Regions from separate parts of the Mus musculus genome. Here all the other regions are linked to region 3. A link is a contact called in public Hi-C and promoter capture Hi-C data. All regions are on one chromosome and are shown on one strand. The core of a region is the stretch at or near the end of the contact, and the rest is flanking DNA. Distances in the headings are between cores, read along the strand shown.

Region 1 (3,162 bases), core at 498-2,997, 4.3 Mb after region 3:
ATCTAGAACCCATAGCAGTCCTCCTTCCTCAGCTCCCGGATGCTGAGAACAGGCATCAGATACTGCACCTGACTATCTGGCTTTTCCCTCCCCCAGCCCACTAAAAAAATAAATAGACTCTCATGCTGCGCACTTGTCATTTCAGTTTGTTGCTTTTGCAAAGTACCAAGTTAGGTCGGCAACAGGACTCCCCAGTGCTGCTGATCCAACTAGGAACTTTGGAAGATAAATGATCTCATGGGTTGTCTTGTGTGTGTGTAGAACATGAAAGTAGAAAGGGAACTATGTGAAGGAAACAAGGATAAGGGAAGAGGGGAACAAAATATGGTAATAGGGTAGGAGAATGACAAATACTGGCTTTTTCGTCTCGTGTGGAATCCAGATGTGTGTTTGCTTTTACAAATAATTTTAAAATGTGTTATCATCACACTTAGTTATTTATTGAAGGCATGACACGCATCAGGAGGTCAGAGGACAACTTGCAAGAATTGTTTTTGTTGTTGTTGTTGTTCCTTCTACCGTGTGGGTCTCTAGGATCAAAGTCGGGTCCTCCAGCTTGGCAGCAAGCACCTTTACCGGCTTCAGTCTTCTCACCACTCACAAATAAATTTTAACAAGTTTTTAGAAATTGACAATTTGATAAAACTGTTATGTGTTGACTTCATTCTGTGTTCCATGAATATTTTTAAAAGCTGTCTACATATATATATTTATATTTCTAACTTAAGGACGTTCTCTTCCCTCGAGAATACTATTAACACATCTCCCTGTGTGCTATCAACATTGCCGGTCTGCCCCAGAGGACAGAATCTTCTCTCATTATAGCTGAAAAGCCTGAGGCTGCCCAGATTCTGGGCAGAAAACAAATTCCTAAAGAGCAGGTACTAACTCAATGGCAGTCTTTTCTCTCAGCTTTTATCACACCGTGCTCTGCTTTCGGTTTCCTTACCTCTCTAGCCAAACCTTCGCCGTGCTTTGAATACTCCCAAGGCATGCTCCTTGATAGTCAATTAACTTTACTCCAGGGCAGTGGGGCTGTTTTGTTTAACTCTACAGCATTAGATGTCACCTCCATAAACTCCTAAGTGTGTATTTCTGCTTTATAAATAGTTTGCCTTCGGATCCAACCAGGTTAAGGACAGTATGGATAGGAAAGGGGATAGGGGGTCTTGGAGGACCATGGGGCCCAGCCATGCTCCCTTTGTGAACGGCCGCGGCGAGCGCGGGATTCAGAGCTGTCAGAGCTCCGAGCAGAGGGAGGGATGCCACCCAGACCAGCCACAGCACCTCCCCCGCTGGTCACTAAACCTCGGGGACAGATCCCGAGCCGCTGAGAAACTAAGGAACTGTCCGACTCCCAAGAGCGTGTACTCAACGAAACCAGTGCGAGCTACCCGCTGAAGGGAAAGAGCAACCTCTTTTTTTTTAGTAGACCAATCAGAGACCAAGATGGCCTAGACTGACAGCCCGGACAACCAATGAGAAATAAAACTCGTTCTCCGCGTGCCTGGGCACAAGAACAGTTTATTAGGCACGACTCAAAAGGTCCGGGCCTCGGCTGTTTACGCTGATGGCTGCACAGCGCCAGGGGACATGACAGTAGCGAAATCAACTCCCAGCAAGCACGGCACGCGCCGCGGGCCGCCCCAACACATCCGGAGCGGCCCGCGGCGCGGGAGAGGACGTGCTGCGCGACGACGTCACGCGCTGCGCCGCGCCGCGCCCCGCCCCCGGGCACTTATAGCGTAGGCCGGCGCGCGCGCGCGCACCATTGTGTGGCTGACTCGGCCGCCGCTGCGGTGTGAGGCGCGTGTTCGGGCCTTCGCCGTCCCCGCACCCGCACCGCAGCCCTGCCCCGCGGCCCGCCGCCCCTCCGCCAGCCTCCCGGAGGACACCCGTGGGTCACGGCCATGCCGCGCGTCTACATAGGACGCCTGAGCTACAACGTCCGCGAGAAGGACATCCAGCGCTTTTTCAGCGGCTACGGCCGCCTCCTCGAGATCGACCTCAAAAATGGGTGAGTCGGGTCTGGGAGGCCGCGCCCCGCGGCGGAGAGAGGTCCCCCAAGGACCCGAGGCGGCCAAGGCCGCGGCGCCGCGTGGCAGGGCCTCTAAAATGGCGGCGGCGGCGGCGCCCCGAGCGCGCGCGCGCGGGGGAGGGCGCGGGAGCGCGCGGCGCCGGCTAACGACACGCCCGCCCGCCGGTGCGCGGCTCGCGCTCCGCCCCTCCGCAGGTACGGTTTCGTGGAGTTCGAGGACTCCCGGGATGCCGACGATGCCGTGTACGAGCTCAACAGCAAGGAGCTGTGCGGCGAGCGCGTGATCGTAGAGCACGCCCGGGGCCCGCGCCGCGACCGCGATGGCTACAGCTACGGAAGCCGCAGTGAGTCCTTACCCCCGCGCGCTCCGCGTCCTGGGTACCTGGGGGGGGCGGGGGTTGGGGGCGCAGGGCGGGTGCAGTCACTTGGGTGGGCAGGGTGGGACCTCCCCAGCCCGGGCAGGCGCGGAGGCCGGGGCTTGTCGGCCCTGGGTGTTCCCGGGGCCCCTCTACCTCCACGCATGCCCGGGTAGCCGTGGGACACCGGAGCGCGGGGAATGGGGTCGGGTGGCCGGTTGACTTAAGTTTGGAAGGAGTGGCTTCAGTTGGCCCTCTTTGGCACTGACTTGGGTTCTGCCATTGAAAGCGAGGGCTGGCTGTATTTGTAGTATGCCCCCTTGCTTATCTGTCAGTGCTTGTTAGCATTGAGGAAGTTTCTAGGAAGGCTGGGGTGGAGGTGGGGCAGGGGGCGGGGAAAGGGGAGGAGCTTGAAGTCTAAGTCTTAGGAGCTGGGAGGCTTGATTGGGGGGGGGCAAAGAAAATGCCATTTTAAACTAAGTAATGTGGCATAGTACCACAAAGTAAATCTAAATAAGCTTTATGCTGTATTTGAAATAGTTGGGGCATGTTACTGGGAGGGGGTTGGGGGGATTTTGGTTATGTGAAATGTTTAATGTTGAAATTGTTGCATGTTGAATTCCAACTTTTTAACAAGTCCTTGATGTTTCAATTTGAAAGTGACCAATGGGGCTGAGGCTGTGTCCACTGAGGCTAAGATGACTGCCTTTCCTGATTGGCCTTGGCTTTTCCATACATTGTGTGACCCTTGCCCTATGACCCTTTGGC
Region 2 (3,424 bases), core at 582-3,081, 4.8 Mb after region 3:
AAGCTGAATTTGTAAGGACTGAAAAGATGGCTCAAAGAGTAAGGGTGAATGGCTACTAAGCCTGAGCACCTGAGCTTGTTTCCTAGAACTTGAGTAACAGGAGGAAACAACTTCCCAAGTTGCACTCTGCCCTTCATATAAAACACTCTCATACACATAATACAAGTAAAAAAAATTAATAGTGAGGTTTATAGTAGTTCTCTCAATCTGACTTGTGTGGCAATCAGTCAACATTTAAGTACACTCCAAGCCACATGGACACTGGTAAACATCACAGGCAGAGATCCACTCCTTTCACAAGTACTTCTAGGATTCCTAGTTCTACCTTGGATGCCACAACAGAGGCTGAACTGAATACAGGGGTCCCAGGAACCCCATTTCAGTAGGGAGGGCATCTCACTCCTACCCTCCAGGACTCACACTTGGCTAGGAAGCCTCCCAGCTAAGCCTCACAACTTCTAATTACACAGTGCTGACTTAATAGTATGGCAGGTGACCACCCTAGATGTTAATACAAACTTAGCATTCTTGTTGAGACACTCCCAGATATATCATTAAAAACCCCAACAGCCCAAAATAAAAATCTGGCTGCAAACCAAAAACTCTGAGAATAAAGTATCGCCTAACTTGTTTTCAAACGTCCACCACTGTGACTGCTCATGTTTTTCTTCAATTACTTTAAGCCAGAGCAAGAGTATCCTAGGCTTAACCTAGGGGGCTAGATCAGAGCATGCTTGCAATTACAAATGGGTTGTTATGCTCCTCCCAGTTCCTAGCTTTCCATTATGGAAGCATCAACCCAACAGCTTTATACAACAGGTGAGTGGATTGCCTATCTTCATTTACATTACATTGTGGGAAATTCTCCTATTACCCCTTCACTGCTCTTACTTCCAAAGAATGCCCAAAGACCTCAGACTTGCAAAAGGCCCATAAGAAGTTACTTTTCGTGGTTTTAAGTCAAATCACATCCCAGTTTCTTTCCACCAATACCGTGTGCAGTGTCTTGCTTACACCTCTGAAGCTTTAAACTAAGCTCTCCTTAAGTTTCCGGTCGAACTTCTCATTTTCAGCAGCACGAAAATGAGATCTGCACGCGTCCTCACAAAGTTAAAGCGGAGAAATCTCCCCAAACCTCTCAAAGTTACAGAGTCCCGAAAAGGAAAAACAACAACAACAAACTAACCAACCCTATCCAGAACGGCCCGGATAGAATCAATCTGTCCCTAGGACGAGAACACATCCACACCTCTCTGGGCACACCCACTCAACCCCTCAAAATCACAGGACTACAGGCAAAGCGACACGTTCGTTCCTTTCTGCCTATCACGGTTAAGCGGAGTCGGCTGGGAAAAGGTCAGAACCCGGGGACACCCAAGCGGGGAGCTGTCTCGGCTTTTACCCTGTCCGCCCCGGCCAACCACGGACTCCGAGAGGAGGCAGGAGTGAAGCTGCGGCGCAGAAGCCGCAGGACGCAAGCGGAGAGGAGTGCGACTCGCAGGGCGGGAAAAGGCGGGAAGGGGCAAAGGGCGGCAAGGAGAGCGAAAGGGGAAGCTGTGGCCGGCGCGGCCCGGACACCGCGGGAACGCAGGAAGGCGGGAAGCGAAGGCCGCGCAACTTGGCACTCCAGGCCGCGGCAGCCGAGGGCCGGGCCGGGCAGTCGGCGCAGGGAAACGCCGCGACCAGACGGGAGGGCCGGACTCCGCCTCCCGCGGGTGGGAGGCCTGGCGGACACGACGTCCCCGGCCCTCCTCGTCCCGTCCGGCCACTCACCTCCTCGCAGCTGGGGCGCTCCCGGGAATCCGGCCCCGTCGGCTCCGAGCGTCTCTCCGCGTCCGCCGCGTCTGTCTGACCCGGATCCAAACCCCACCGATAGGGTGGCCCGCGCCTCTAGAGTTGTACTGCGCCTGCGCAACCTCGGCTCGCGCCCTGCCCACCGTTCACGCTCCTCCCACCTCGGTGACTCGGCAGCTCGGCCCGCCGCAACTACGCAGGCGTACGGCGGTAGCCCGGCCTCTCGAAGCCCCAGCTCCAACCCCTCTCCGAAGCACGTGCGTCTTAAGTCATTTCCTGTTATTCTTTTCGCTCCCTCCGCCCCCTGGCTTGGGTTCGCTCCCGGCAGGCTTTTGGGCGTGCCTACTTCCTCTTCGCTGTCACGTGAGGCGGCGGCTTGCCTTGCAGCTATCGAGCCGCTGCCGCTCCCCTGGCATAGCCTGCTTCCTTCTTGTCCTCTTGAAGTCCCCAAGCCAACGGGATTCGGTGGGCTGCGGGAGTATTTGCGCCAGCTGATGCCTCCGGGAATGCTTGGCGGAGTTTCTTACATGCAACCAAGGGCGCTTGCACTCGGTCCACAACCCTCGCCGTGGGTCGTCTCTTTGGGTCCGCAGAGAAGCCAAGAAGGTATTAATTGGACGAGGCCCAGGCGGTGGATGCTGCCCGGAATTGGAATGGAAATTATTTAGGTTTTGTGGTTTTTGCTTTAAAAAAAAAAAAAAAAGCAGGATCTCATTTGTTAGACCAGCCTGAAAATCGCGTTGATTCCCCTGCCTCGGGCTCCCGTGCCTTCATTTTGAAGTATCTCTTGATAATTGAACGTCTGGAAATTAAACGGTTTCAGCGAAGGCATTTTGCTTTTGTTTTTCCAAGGATGGTTTGGGAGCATCAAGTGGGAAATACAGGGTAATGCACGTACATATTAAATTCTGCAAGAAGGTATTAAGCAATTTACCAGTCTCTGGCTTTTTTTGTTTTTTGTTGTTTGGTTTTTTCGAGACAAGGTTTCTCTGTGTAGCCCTGGCTGTCCTTGAACTCACTCTGTAGACCAGGCTGGCCTCGAACCGCCTGCCTCTGCCTCCCAAGTGCTGGGATTAAAGGCGTGCACCACCACTGCCCGGCTAGTCTCTGGTTTTTAGTGATCTGACAAGTTACCCATATGGCAAGGGTGAGCTATGAAAGACCTCCCCCTACCGCCATTGTCAGGGCCTGTTCTATTTTAAACGTTTCCCCATCGCCTGCCACTCTGGAGTTCCACTTCAGACCCTTGTGTGGAAAGACGATTTTCCTCAATAGAGTTGGTTCTGGCACCTAAACCTTAGAGTGGGTTTTCCCCTGAACCCAAGCTGGCCTCTTCTAGAAGTGGATGCTAGAGAGGATAGCCATGTCCAGCTTAACTAGAGTCAACCCACAGAGAATGGAATCTACACTTCACTGGACAGACAGCCCCGTCTCCAGACAGCTGGCTTGGCTTTGGCTTGCTTGCTTATTTTTGTTTGTTTGTTTGTTTTTTGTTTTTCCTGATCCTGCTCTATAATGCAATCATGGGAAAGCCTTTTGCATTCGATGGGAACTTCATCAGATTTTGAATTTTTTTTAAGATTTATTTATTATTATTCATTAGTACACTGTAGCTGTCTTCAGATGCACC
Region 3 (3,322 bases), core at 569-3,068:
GGACCTGTGATCAAATTTGGGTTGTGAGGGCATCAGTGTCTTTAACTGCTCACCATCTTGATGGTCCTCTGTTTATTTACGTTTTTTCTTTTTAAAAAATGCAAAAAAATAAAATGGCAAGGACAGGATCTCAGATCCCCTGGCTGGCCTCCATCTCACTGTGTAGCCCAGGCTGGCCATGAACTGTAAGATCTAGAGTCTAGATCTTTTTGTTCCCGCATTCCAGGTGCTGGGATGGCAGGCCCGTGCCACCGTAGTGGGCTGCCACTTTTTTTTCTTCCTTCCTTCCTTTCTTTCTTCCTTTCTTCCTTTCTTTCCTTCCTTCCTTCCTTCCTTCCTTCCTTCCTTCCTTCCTTCCTTCCTTCCTTCCTTCCTTCCTTCTTTCTTTCTTTCTTTGTTTTTTTGTTTTTCGAGACAGGGTTTCTCTGTATAACCCTGGCTGTCCTGAACTCACTTTGTAGACCAGGCTGGCCTCGAACTCAGAAATCTGCCTGCCTCTGCCTCCTGAGGGCTGGGATTAAAGGCGTGCGCCACCAAGGCCGGCTTTTTTTTTTTTTTTTTTGCCACTTTTCTTAAAACGTCATGTAAATAAACCAGCCTTCAAAGTGCAGGGCTAAAGCTTAAAAGAAGAAAGAAAATACAGCAATCAAGAAAACAGAAAACTTGAGTTGTCGTGGCGTGCTTGGGGAAAGAGGAAAGAGAAAAAAAAAACAATGCTGGAGTGGTGATCAGGGTGTCTAAGCCCCAAACAACAGCTGCAAGCTGGGTGGTGGGTGGGAGAGGGGAGGATGGTCAGCAGGCTTTCAGGGCAATCTTATCGGGTGGAGCCGTCCTGGTAGGAATTCAGTCAAATGTTCAATCAGGCAATGGATAAAATGAAGACACTTAATCCAGTCTCAAAAAAATTATCTCCCACTTGATCCAGTCTCAAAAAAATTATCTCCCATATCCTCTTCTGTATTCCAGAAGCTTTTATAGAATGCACTCCAAAACAAGGGGTAAACTGGTGTGTCTGTGTGTGTATCTGTGTGTGTGTGTGTGTGTGTGTGTGTGTGTGTGTGTGTGAGATGTCAATAACCCTAATACATAAAAGGCTGGAACAGGAGGATGGCTGAGAGTTGAAGGCCAGCATGAGATACAACGACATGATTAAAAACAAAAACAAAGACAAAACCAAAAACAAAGCAGGGCAGTGGTGGCACACGCCTTTAATCCCAGCACTTGGGAGGCAGAGGCAGGCGGATTTCTGAGTTCGAGGCCAGCCTGGTCTACAGAGTAAGTTCAAGATAACCAGAACTACACAGAGAAACCCTGTCTCAAAAAAGCAAACCAAACAAAACAAAACAAAAAGTGAAATATTCAATCTTAAGTAGACAGCTTGATGAATTTTTACAAACTCACTAAATATTCATTTTAGCTGCCACTCCCAGAAACTGAAGTTAGTAGTACCTCAGAGTTTGGAGTTTGACTGGGCCCTTGAGGGCCCTGAGTTCCATCCCTGGAACCTATTGGGTGAAGAGAACAGGCATCTTGGCACGCTCCCACACCCATCACGCAATAAATAAACAAATGAACAGAAAAAGAAGTCAAAGGGGAAGGAGATTAGCTTAACACGGTCACAAAACTAAGGGCTAGATCTGCAAGGCTATGCAGACAGAGACCAAGGGAGAGTAAGGGGACAGGGAGGGGCGGAGTCCAGCCCAGTGTGGGTGGAGCCTTTGGTCCCTTAGTTAGAGCAAGGGGCGTGGCTACGCCTCCATGTTCGGAGCTGGGGGCGGGGCTCGTGGACAGCCAGTTAGCGCGAAGAGGCGTGGCCACAAGGAGGCTGTTGCGGACAAGCTGGAGCTACGGTTGGACTTGAGGCCTGGATCAGCGGGGAATAGAAACCCACAGAAAGTTCTGGAGCGCCAGGCGGGAATCAGGTGCTGAAACCAGCGAGTCCTCCCGTAAGGAGGAGGCTTCCGGACGCTTCGGGGCCCAGAGACTCAGACGCGGCCCGGGGTTTCGTGACGCACTCGGCTTCGGGGCGGGACCGGCGCTGGCCAAGATGGAGGCCAACGTGTTCCGCTTCCGAGATGCCCGCTCTGCTCCGGATCCCGTGCTCGAAGCCGGGCCGGTGGCCTTCGGGTCGCAGCCGGTGCCTCTGGTGCTGGACAACGGGTCGTTCCAGGCTCGGGCCGGGTGGGCGTGCCCCGGGCCGGACCCCGGTCCCGAGCCTCGCCTGCAGTTCCGCGCCGTGTGTGCGCGCGGCCGCGGCGGGGCGCGCGGCGGGCCGGGGCCGCAGGTGGGCAACGCGCTGGGAAGCCTGGAGCCTCTGCGCTGGATGCTGCGCTCGCCCTTCGATCGCAACGTCCCGGTCAACCTGGAACTGCAGGAACTGCTGCTGGACTACAGCTTCCAGCACCTCGGCGTCTCCTCGCAGGTGAGGGCCTGCCGGGCAGGGCGCGCTCGGCTTCAGCCGTCATGCCAGGCAGTAGGGTATTGAACACAAGTTCGTCAGCCTTGTGCTAGGAGCTAAGGGTACACCACGAAGTCTTTATCTTCCAGAGGATGGGCTGTCTCAGGCACAAGGGTCCAGTTTGCAATAGTCCAAGTGAGATGAGTTTTACCAGCACCAGTCCGATCCTGGAAGTATTTTGAAGATAAAACCAACGGGGTTTATCAGTTAACAGTTTAGCCAAAGCTTGACTTAATAAACTTAAAATGAACCGGGCATGGGTTCACGGCCCTTTAATCCGGGCACTCGGTAGGCAGAAGCAGGCAGATGTTTGTGAGTTCAAGGCCAGCCAGGGCTACACAGAGAAACCTTATCTTAAAAAAACAAAAAACCAACAGACAGACAGACCTACGAAAAGCTTAAATTGATCATGTTATTTTGGCTTCCCAAAATAATCTCCAATAGAGATGAAATGTATTCTTTAAAATGGCCCGTGAGCACCTTTTAAAAGATGTATTATTTCAAAGTTATATGTGTGAGAATGTGTACAAGAGTGTAGGTGCCTTAGGCAGGTGATCTTCTGTGACTGGAGTCAGAGATTAGGTGCTGGGAAACAGAGTTGGGTTCTAATGTGTTCTCTCTAGTCCTCGTGTCTGGCCTTGAGTGTCTCCCTCCACGACCTCGTGTTTTAAATTAGAGTTCAAAAGTAAATTCTGTCCTGCGTAAGGATTTGGGGTTATTTTTGCATTTCATGCATGCTTCCGTTTGTCTCTTTGTGCTTGTCTTTCAAAGTAGGGCTGCGTTGATCATCCCATAGTTCTGACAGAGGCTGTGTGTAACCCCCTCTACTCCCGTCAAATGATGTCGGAGCTCCTTTTCGAATGC
Region 4 (3,145 bases), core at 209-2,708, 4.4 Mb after region 3:
ATATGCAAGTAATTAAACCTGAGTTTCCTCCCGTTAATCTATTTCCTATCCATTTAATTTGCAAACAAGCCAAAGATGCTAGGAGGAAAGCCATTTGCCCTTTCCTTACCCCTTTCCTTACTATAAACTCTAGAACTACAGTTTGGGGAAGTCAGTGCCTCAGTTTCTCCATCTGCTATCGGGTAATACAAGCATATAACTCATTGGGTTGTTATGAAGATCAAAGGTTTCTATGAACTGTTTTTGTAGGTGAGGAAGCAGGCATGGAGAAGTTTGATAATTTGAGATAATGGAACTAGGGAAAGGTAGGCTGGGAATCACCCCCGAGGAGATCTCACTGTAAAGCACACTAGCCGTGAAGAGCAGCGATCCACATGAACTCCTTTGAAGGGAGAGGGGTGGGGGGAAGCCTTGAATTAAGCCAGGTGAAAACTTGTAGCTTTCAAGTCTTCATCCTTCTGTAGTAAATGAAGTTTTCGGAGTTGTACTGTCTAAAAGGGGCCAGCAGTTTTTGGAAAGAGATCTGAGGCCTGAGCCTAAAGGGCATTTGGCTGGGGTTCTTCCAGGCTCCTATCCTTTCAGGGAGTCCCAGTAAGATGACACTCAGTTTTTAGGTAGTAAATGACAACCTGAAAGAGACAACCCTTGCCATCAGAAATTGAACGTAAGCCAACAAGCCTTCCCCCTGGGCTTAATACATTTCCTAGGAAAGGCTGCTGGGATCCCAGAATGCTCACAGTTCAGCAGAGGAAATGCGCACAAATGCAAGCAGATGGGCAGGAGACCCCAGTCGGGGAAGATGTGGGGAGTTCCTGGTCCAAATACGGCCCAAGCAAAAGCTGCAAGACTTAATTTCGCCTCTCTGTGTCTTGGCGTGGTGATCTGGAAGGCCGTTACTAAATGGAGTTACAAAGATTTAACCCGGACAGAAGAGAGGTTTAAGTTTGGTGAGAGAAATGTTGGGATTTTGAGCTGGGTCTCTCTGAGGCAGCTGAAGAAGCAAGAGGCTTGCAAAGGAAAAGATACAAACCCAGTCAAAGGGAGCATGGGGGCTCTAGGGATAGTGGCTTGGACCGTCCCAAGCAGTGACAATTTGGGCGGGAAGTTTCTCCTATTCAGTTCTTCCAGTCTTTGCTATGTGTGTGGCTCGGGGTCTATCTAAGATTCACACAGAGCCAGGCCTCGCGCCTCATTGAATCCCTAAGGTAGGTGTATCTGGACACAGTAGATTGCCAACTAACAGAGCATCTGCCCGCTTGCACATTCGGTTTCTGCCCTCCGGTAAACCACTCCCCTCTTCCCCATGCTTGGGCTCCGCCCCTACAGTAGGCCCCTCCTAGGGTTCTGGCGCGCGGGCTCCGCCCCTCGTGTCTTGTACGCTTCGCCCCTTCCGTATGCTCCGCCCCTGCGCTCGCGCGCCAGGGCCGGGCGGCGCCGACGCACTTGGCGGGAGATAGGAAAGTGGTTCTGTGCGCTCCCTAGGCAGCTGCAGTTCCTGGGAACGTGCGACCAGACCTGCAGACACGCTGACGCCTGAGAGCACCGCCTGGGGCCCGGAGCGGCTCGAGCAGCCTGAGTCCTGACCCCGGCCCGGCTCCCGCTCCGGGCTCGGCCGGCGGGCGTAAGGGTGCGGCGGGGTCCGGGCCGGGGGGATGTCTCGGCGGACGCGCTGGTGAGAGGCTGCGGGCGCGCTGGGGTCCTCTCCCTTCTCCTTGGGTCGGCAAGCGTGAGATGGGGATCCCCGGGAGAAATGCACCCTGCGCCGCCCGATGCAGGGGCGCGCGCCACGTTAAGAGGCTATCGGGACCCCCTCGCTCGGTTCCTGGGCCTCCTGGGCCCGGGAGTCTGAAAGCGCGGGTTCCCCCTCTAGACCGGGTCCCAGCCCTGGGTGAGGTCCATCATCTCCCGCCTAATTGCAGGGTGGGGAAGGAAGGCTGTCGCTCGCGGTGTCAGCTGGAGGCCCATTACTGGGTAGGGAGAATGTCTCCCCTTGTCGCAGCGAGTGGAAGGCAGAAGCCTGGGAGACACTTGTCGATCAAGAGTGGCTCGAATTTGCTGGCGTTCCTTTCTTGTTAGCATTCCGGGAAGCACAAAGCCCCTGGGCCCTCCGCGGGATGCGAGACGGGGAATTCGTTGTCTCATGGGGTTTCGGCGGCCGGTTCGGTTTGGTTTCAGAAGCCTTCTTCCTGTCCCACGCTAGTTTTGGGCAGTTGGGGATGAGTAAAGACTATTGGTGTGCAACGAGACTGCTCTGCTAGCAGCCTCTGAGCCAAAGGCAGGAACTGGGTTTCCCTCTTAGTTCCCTAGAGGTTAGGTGGCTGGGTCAAGTCTGGACTTTTGGGACACCTGTGTATCTGGGGCCTAATCGCGGGGCTTTCCAGCCTTTCTAAGGCGTGGGATAATTGGGTTCTGCTGTGTTCCTTCTGGGTCTTTCCAATTCAGAACGCCTTTCCACCGTCTTCAGATGGCCGAACCTGGCCTAGGATGAAGATAAGGCACAGAGATGCCTGCTTGCTTACTTGCAGAGTTCTTCGTGGCTGGGTTGGGTATTGGTTTGGTCTGTGGGTGCTGATCAGGGTGGCTTCCCATGCCCCGGTGTCTAGGACAGTTCAGTGCCCAGGAAGGGCATCTGGAAGTACTAATCCCAGAGCCCCGGGCTTATCTGAGGGTCTCTTTTGTGAAGTGTGGACTCTGTGCCCCTGCATCCTCACGAGCCTTTCTCTGCCACATGGTGTGACTCCCTGTACCCCAGTGGCCCACTTCCCTCTTGGCCTCTGACTCACCTTTCCCTGGAGCATAGCCCAGAACGTACAAGGGCAAGAGAAAGGGTATGTGTATATACAAAAGTGTGACTTTTCTTTAAACAGCACACTGGCCTCTGCTTTTCATGCTACGGTTCCTAGGGAGGTTAGGGTGTAAAAATGTGGAGCTTGGTGTGACATAATCGTTGTCGGCCTCACTTTTCCCGTCTGTTAAATGGAGCCCTTGAGAATGCGCAAGAAGGTGTGTGACTGATGGATACTCCCATCTGTTTAATAGTGTGACCATGCCGGGTAGCAGCAACACATGTCTTTAATCACAGCACTCAGGCAGGTGAATCTCTTCAGTATACAGGACAGCATGGTTTGCAGAGTGAGTTCCAGGG

The links. Promoter capture Hi-C pulls out the DNA fragments that hold promoters and counts their contacts. A called contact is a pair of places that touch in the nucleus more often than the background predicts.
Region 1: a Hi-C map of pre-B cells shows a contact between it and region 3, with 5 times the contacts expected there. The contact joins the promoter of Srsf6 here to the promoter of Actr5 in region 3. A contact is called at or near these places in 2 of 39 promoter capture datasets (cranial neural crest and pre-B cells) and 3 of 484 Hi-C or Micro-C datasets (B cells, CD4 T cells and pre-B cells).
Region 2: a promoter capture Hi-C map of pre-B cells shows a contact between it and region 3. The contact joins the promoter of Oser1 here to the promoter of Actr5 in region 3. A contact is called at or near these places in 3 of 39 promoter capture datasets (cranial neural crest, maxillary cranial neural crest and pre-B cells) and 1 of 484 Hi-C or Micro-C datasets (CD4 T cells).
Region 4: a contact with region 3 is called in a promoter capture Hi-C map of pre-B cells. The contact joins the promoter of Mybl2 here to the promoter of Actr5 in region 3. A contact is called at or near these places in 2 of 39 promoter capture datasets (cranial neural crest and pre-B cells).

What each region holds. Positions count from the first base shown.
Region 1 is chr2:162,929,761-162,932,922 of GRCm38.p6, forward strand. It overlaps Srsf6 (serine and arginine-rich splicing factor 6), which reads left to right and starts at 1,748. Exons shown (of 6, transcript NM_026499.4): 1 at 1,748-2,017; 2 at 2,234-2,382. The coding sequence starts at 1,911.
Region 2 is chr2:163,417,639-163,421,062 of GRCm38.p6, forward strand. Oser1 (oxidative stress responsive serine rich 1) reads right to left here and starts at 1,832. Exons shown (of 4, transcript NM_025699.2): 1 at 1,774-1,832. It overlaps 2900093K20Rik (RIKEN cDNA 2900093K20 gene), which reads left to right and starts at 2,133. Exons shown (of 1, transcript NR_151490.1): 1 at 2,133-2,723.
Region 3 is chr2:158,623,095-158,626,416 of GRCm38.p6, forward strand. It overlaps Actr5 (ARP5 actin-related protein 5), which reads left to right and starts at 1,819. Exons shown (of 9, transcript NM_175419.4): 1 at 1,819-2,422; 2 at 3,233-3,322. The coding sequence starts at 2,048.
Region 4 is chr2:163,053,177-163,056,321 of GRCm38.p6, forward strand. It overlaps Mybl2 (myeloblastosis oncogene-like 2), which reads left to right and starts at 1,459. Exons shown (of 14, transcript NM_008652.2): 1 at 1,459-1,672. The coding sequence starts at 1,653.